Linked DNA regions of Pan troglodytes: region 2 is linked to region 1. The links are chromatin contacts, called in public Hi-C maps. All regions are on one chromosome and are shown on one strand. Each heading gives the region's core, a stretch centred on a gene start, on an enhancer-like site or on the middle of the called end of the contact. The rest is flanking DNA. Distances are from core to core; before and after follow the strand shown.

What was found. A called contact is a pair of places that touch in the nucleus more often than the background predicts.
Region 2: a Hi-C map of induced pluripotent stem cells shows a contact between it and region 1, with 3 times the contacts expected there. The contact joins two enhancer-like sites. A contact is called at or near these places in 4 of 7 Hi-C or Micro-C datasets (blood, induced pluripotent stem cells and stem cell-derived neural progenitor cells) and 1 of 1 other capture datasets (stem cell-derived neural stem cells).

The regions. Positions count from the first base shown.
Region 1 is chr13:76,807,730-76,810,779 of NHGRI_mPanTro3-v2.0_pri, reverse strand. No RefSeq gene overlaps it. Among named protein-coding and RNA genes, the nearest start is that of CHRNA1, 7.3 kb to the right of the region's middle. Within about 2 kb of position 1,604, at least 10 of the 24 cell types and tissues checked have an H3K27ac peak or open chromatin away from gene starts, as enhancers often do. A contact at or near this core is called in induced pluripotent stem cells, where this site is marked.
Region 2 is chr13:77,027,188-77,030,237 of NHGRI_mPanTro3-v2.0_pri, reverse strand. All of the region lies in intron 2 of CHN1 (chimerin 1), which reads left to right. Among named protein-coding and RNA genes, the nearest start is that of CHN1, 15 kb to the left of the region's middle. Within about 2 kb of position 1,572, at least 12 of the 24 cell types and tissues checked have an H3K27ac peak or open chromatin away from gene starts, as enhancers often do. A contact at or near this core is called in induced pluripotent stem cells, where this site is marked.

The sequences.
Region 1 (3,050 bases), core at 355-2,854:
ACAGCAACGTTTGCTTATGTAACTGAAATAAACCCAGGATCCTACATGGTCCAGTGTTGGCACTGGTTCAGTCCAGCAGAAAAATAGAATTGAAACAAATCTTTCTTGCCTTTTGAGAAAATGCCAAAGGTAGGAGTGCATTTTAAATATCCAACAAAGCGCCTCAAAAATAATGTTTGCACTCCTCTCCCACTCTCAAGTTATCTGGCCAATTATATCTCCTCCCTCTCTATTCCCCCAACTTCTCCAGACACCCAGACACTTTCTCAATTCTCTTTTTTCTCTACCTTAGTTCTTCATTTGTCATTGAACTTAGCCTCCCAAGCTTCTTTAGTTTTCCTTCAGTCTGTTATTACCCAGACTGTGTGTAACAAAGAAAAGTTCAAGACATACTTTTTGCTACCAGCAGGGGGTACAGGAAGGACACATCAGATTCTGCGCCACACTCATTTTTCTTGGTTTGTGTCTGTCCCAGAGAATATGAGAAGCTGGCCATGGAAGAATTCTGCCATCAAAGCATTTCCTGCATTGATCAAGTGGTTGGACCCCAGAGCTGCCATGGCCAAGGCCTGGCTTCAGTTCGTGTTGACTCTGCGTGGTCCTGTAGCCACAGTCCACGCTTACTTCTGCCAGGGGTCCACTGGGTCAGAAAGTACCCCAGAGACAAAGTATCCCTTGAGAGAAAGAGGCGCAGATTTTTCTCCTCCTTCTGAAAGGAAAGTTAAGAGAAAGATTACATATATAATTTAATGTACGCACACGTATATTTTAAAAATCAAAGCACAGCTGTTCTAGATGAAGGAAGGGTGGGAAGCAGGGAGCACCACCCTTTTGGCCACTCCTCCCCGTCCGCGATCTCTCCTCCTTTCCTTCTCTCATGGCCACCTCAGGAGAGCTTCCTGGAGCACAGTTTGAACCATGAGTGTAGTGGACAGAGCACCGTGTTTGGGGTCAGAAATATCAGATTCCCCTCCTGGTACTTGGATCTAAGTGAGCTCAGACACATGACATAGGTCACGTGCACAGCTGAGCTGCTGCAAGAATGAGGTGGTAGCTAACAGGATTGCAGTACAGGGTGATTTCCCCTCTACCGTTAGACCCAGAGAAAAAGGGAGATTGTGAATCAGGACGGGGGCAAATCCATCCCTGCCCCTGGAAGAAACAACACCAAGGTCGGGGGAACCCATGATGAGTGGTCAGCAACCTCTTTGTATGTAGTTAGAAGACTTTGTGTAATCCAGTGGTAACAAACCCAATCATTACTACAGACTGTCAGCGTGATTGCATAGCACTGAGCCTGGCTGAAAAAAAAAACAGAAGAAACTGACCATTGCAGACAGAGTGAGACATGACAGAGGCAGGTCATCTGGTGTAAACCGGATGAAATCTCACGCCTGAAGAAGCCTAGATTTGCACATGAATTGCCTTTGGCTCTACAGCCCTCCAGTACAATTACTCAGAACTGTAAGCTTGTGAAATAGAAATGCAAAGTCGGGTTCTTTCAGGGGCTTAGAGTTGACCCCTCTTTCTTGACTCTTCTGAGGAGCACCTGTAGTTCCTGGGGTGCCTTCCTCACCCGAAAGGGCCTGCTGGGCTGGCTTGCTGGAGTTTCCAAAACACAGGCCCTGGGGGCACAGCAGGAGAGACACCTCATCCGGAGAGAGCCTCTAGCGCTCGGCCGCCACTTTAATAACCATTTGTTGCCACCTGCTGGCCACTGGACCAAGGCACTCCATGCTGGAAACAGGAGTTTGGCTAAGAGTTAGCCAGGCCCCAGGGAGCTGCACCCAAATGCAGACAGCCTGTGTTTTCTCCAAAGAAGTGACCTTGGGAGGATCCACAATTATTCCATTCATTAAGCCACACAAGAAGGTGGATTTTATAAAAGAGATATACTTCATTCATGCATTAATTAGTCAACTGCAAACACTTTTGGAGCTACATGCAGGTACCCTGCATGGCACTGGGGGTGACTGATAGTCACATTTTATTTTATCCCCAAATGACATTATCTAGTATGATCTTCTACCCTATTCATTGAATTAAGCTTTACATCCATTCATTCCCTCATCAGCAGTTATTTACTGACTGCCTACTGTATGACAAGCTGTCAGCCAAAAGCTAAGGATACAGTGGTGAGCAGAAACAGGTGCCATCTCTGCACTCACTGGGTTGCAGTCTAGTGGGAGAAACAGACGTTAATCAGATAATCACACAAATAAATGTAACATATGCACCCTGACAGGTATAATAGAAAAATATAACCGTGAGAAGAGCAGGTCTAAGTGACTTTGGTTGATTCTAAAATGGAGATTTAGCTATTTGATATGCGTTAAAATTATTTAACATGTTTTCATTTTCTGACCCAGCACTTCTACTCTTAGAAACTCATCCTAAGGCAATAGTTAGAAAATTGGGCTGATTTCTATGTATAAGGATGTCCACTGCATGATTATTTATAAAAGCAAAAATTAAAAATAAAAAATGAAAACATCCAATGGTAAGAAATTGGTTAAATGAATTATGATACATTCAAAAAAGAGAACATTCTCAGGCATTGAAAATGAAAATGGACCAGGCACGGTGGCTCGCGCCTGTAATCTCGGCACTTTGGGAGGCCAAGGTGGGCGGATCACCTGAGGTTAGGAGTTCGAGACCAGTCTGGCCAACATGGTGAAACCTCGTCTCTACTGAAAATACAAAAAATTAGCCAGGCATAACGGCATACACTTGTAATCCCAGCTACTCAGGAGGGTGAGGCAGGAGAATCGCTTGAGCCTGGGAGGCAGAGGTGCAGTGAGCTGAGATCATGCCACTGCACTCCAGCCTTGGCGACAGAGCAAGACCCTGCCTCAATTAAGAAAAAAAGAAAAAGAAAAGAAAAGCATATATAGTAAATCCCATTTGAAATTGTTTTTCTGAGACCGAGTCTCACTCTGTTGCTCAGGCTGGAATGCACTGGTGCTATCACAGTTCACTGTAACTTCCAACTCCTGGCCTTAAGCGATCCTTCTCCCTTGGCCTCCCAAAGCACTGGGATTATAGGCATG
Region 2 (3,050 bases), core at 323-2,822, 220 kb before region 1:
ATCTCTCATGACATTTGTGAATGCATTTCTTCGTAATAGTTATGTATCTTATTTTTGTCATCTTTTCTAGACTGACAGTTTCTCTAAAGTAAGATTCATTTCTTTTTCATTTCTGTATTCCTCGCAGTGCTTAAACTTAGCACAGTGCTTCACACATAGCAGGTACTTGAAAATATTTGTTAAATGAATAAAATAGCTCCCCTAAACCATGGTACTCCTGTAGCTTAACAATTTCCAGGGTAGAAATATAAAGCATTTTTAAAGTTATTCTATTGCTTTATAATACTTTAATCAAGTTATCAACAGTTAACATTTCCAGATCTCTTATATATTGTTTTTGTTAACTAATTATCTTATTTTCAGGCTTTAACAGAAAAAATACATGTATTCCTGCAGTATTGTTTCATGTCAAGGGCAGGTATATCACTTACTCTGGAATTGGTTCCTTTTGCTAGCTTATCTTTTCCCAAAAGTTTCCTGTGAAATTACAGTTACATTTATACTGTTATATTTTATAAAAACCTCTTTATCCTTCTTTTAACTTTCAAACCAGAGGAGAAGGGACACTAAACAGTATCTATAAACACAGGGCTTGTTATAATCCAGGTTGATTTTCTGGCCCCTTTAATGTTGTCATGTGTCCGGTAGTCAACTGGAAACAGAAACCTTCTGGGGGGACCATGCTAAAGGTAGGAAAAATGATGGGTTCTTCTGCTCTGAGAGCTTTTCTCTCTTCTTTTAGACTTTTCTAGGCTGTTAGCAAGGAATTGGTGAAGGGAAGCCTTTCTTTGTTCAGGTCTCCCTTTCAGACCCTGGTGGGTTAGCCAAGTTCATAGGACGTTTACATATTAGTCCTCCACTTAAAAACTAGCTTGTGTTTTGAAGGTTGCTGAATAGATGTCACTAAGTAGTAGACCAAAAAGCTCACCCTAATGATTGTTTTATAGAATGGAATATATTAAACCATGACCCTTTTAAAAGATGCAGTCAGTGGTTTATATGACATTTCACTTATTGCTTATTATAATATTTAATTCTGAAAAAAATGTTTTGATGAAATTGACTTTACTACTCCTGTAATTTGTTCCTATAAGATGATTTTGCCTATTAAGTCTTCGGATGGTATTTATTACTATTCTGAGATTTGTATCTCAAATTTGGATGTTATAAAGATGTCATTATATATGTGTACAGCATATGTAATTAAAGATGAGAGCCATGAAAATGCAATTCATGTTTCTTTTATCATAATGTTTAAAAGTTGACCAGATATTTTAAAGTTATTATATATTCCTGGGAAGAGAAATGCTTCTCTGGGCGTGTCGGTTCATTTTTTTTAGTTGAAGTTAAAAGGATAGATTATTTCAAAAGAACAAGAAAAGGAACAAGATGGATTAATAATACAGTGGTAAAAAGAAAGGGGGCAACAGACATCGCTATACAGTAGGGACACTTGCAGAATACTTAAAGGCTTGTCATCCTGAATTTTCCGGACACATGGCTCTGCAGTTCTCTGGAGAGCCACAAGCCCCTTTCTTGCAGGGGCGGGACAGGTTGGTGGGGATTGGAGTGGGTAGGGGAAGATCTGCTGTTCCTAGGTCTCTCCAGACAGAGGAGCTCTTGCTTTCTCTTTTAGTGTTTATTTGTTCCTCTCTTCTCCCTCCCTCTCCGTCTTCCCCGCCCCCCCCCGCCCCCCCCCCGCGACCTCGCACTCTTGCTCTTGCGCTCGCGCGCGCTCTCTCTCTCTCTCACACACACACACACAGACACACCACACACACACACCCCACGCACACCAAGTCTGCCAATGTCAGGAGCAATGGGAAGGAAAGAGCAGTGATCGAACACACAGATCCCAGAACTTACTCTTTCGGATGAGACATTATTCAGCTCAAGATGCCTTCTCATGTCACTCTTCTAATCAAAACTTCTTCTTTTACCTTTATTCAAGTATAATAATTGATCTTCAGAGGCATATGACAATTTTTAAACTTTTTTTTGAAATAATTTTTAGTTAAAGGTTGATCAAAATCTTAATAGAAAAAGTCCAATGTTTTCAGGTCTTATCTGTTTGTACCAGGGGAAGAAGGAAAATTGATGTATGTTATTTACATTAATATTAGATAATTTGTAAAAGATCTGTCCCAAAATAGTTTTTTTCATTGGTAAGAGTACATTTAAGATAAACATGCAACTTTTTTTTTTTTTTTGAGACAGGGTTTCACTGTGTTTCCCAGGCTGCAGTGTGGTGGTGTGATCACTGCTCACTGCAGCCTTGACCTCCTGGGCTCAGGCGATCCTCCCACCTCAGCCTCCCAAGTAGCTGAGACCACAGGTGCGTGCCACCATGCCCAGCTAATTTTTAAATAATCTGTAGAGACAGGGTCTCCCTGTGTTGCCCAGGCTGGTCTCGAAGTTCTGGGCTCAAGCACTCCTCCCACCTTAGGAGGAACCTTCAAAGTGTAATTCTTCAAAGCTCCAGGATTACAGGTGTGATCCACCATGCCAGGCCTAATATGCAACTTTAATATGTTGCTTACTGTGTGTTTTCAGCTGTCATAATTATTAGGTGGCAAGGCACAGTTTTTAAAAGTTGACGTATTTATCTTTTTTTTTTTTTTTTTTTTTGAGTTGGAGTTTCGCTCTTGTTGCCCAGGCTGGAATGTGGTGGTGCCATCTCAGCTCACTGCAACCTCCGCCTTCTGGTTTCAAGCCATTCTCCTGTCTCAGCCTCCCGAGTAGCTGGGATTACAGGCACCCGCCACCACACCTGGCTAATTTTTGTATTTTTAGTGGAGACGGGGTTTCACCATGTTGGCCAGGCTGGTCTCGAACTCCTGACCTTGTGATCTGCCCACCTCAGCCTCCCTAAATGCTGGGATTACAGGTGTGAGCCACCATGCCTGGCCTTGTTTATCTTTTATTTTAAAATTTAAACAGGTTTATGGTAATACAGTTAAACTACATAGTTCATAGGACTTTTAGCAGATTGAGAGATGAAGACTTTATAATAGATTAATTTCACTACTATTTTTGAAAAAATGCAGCAG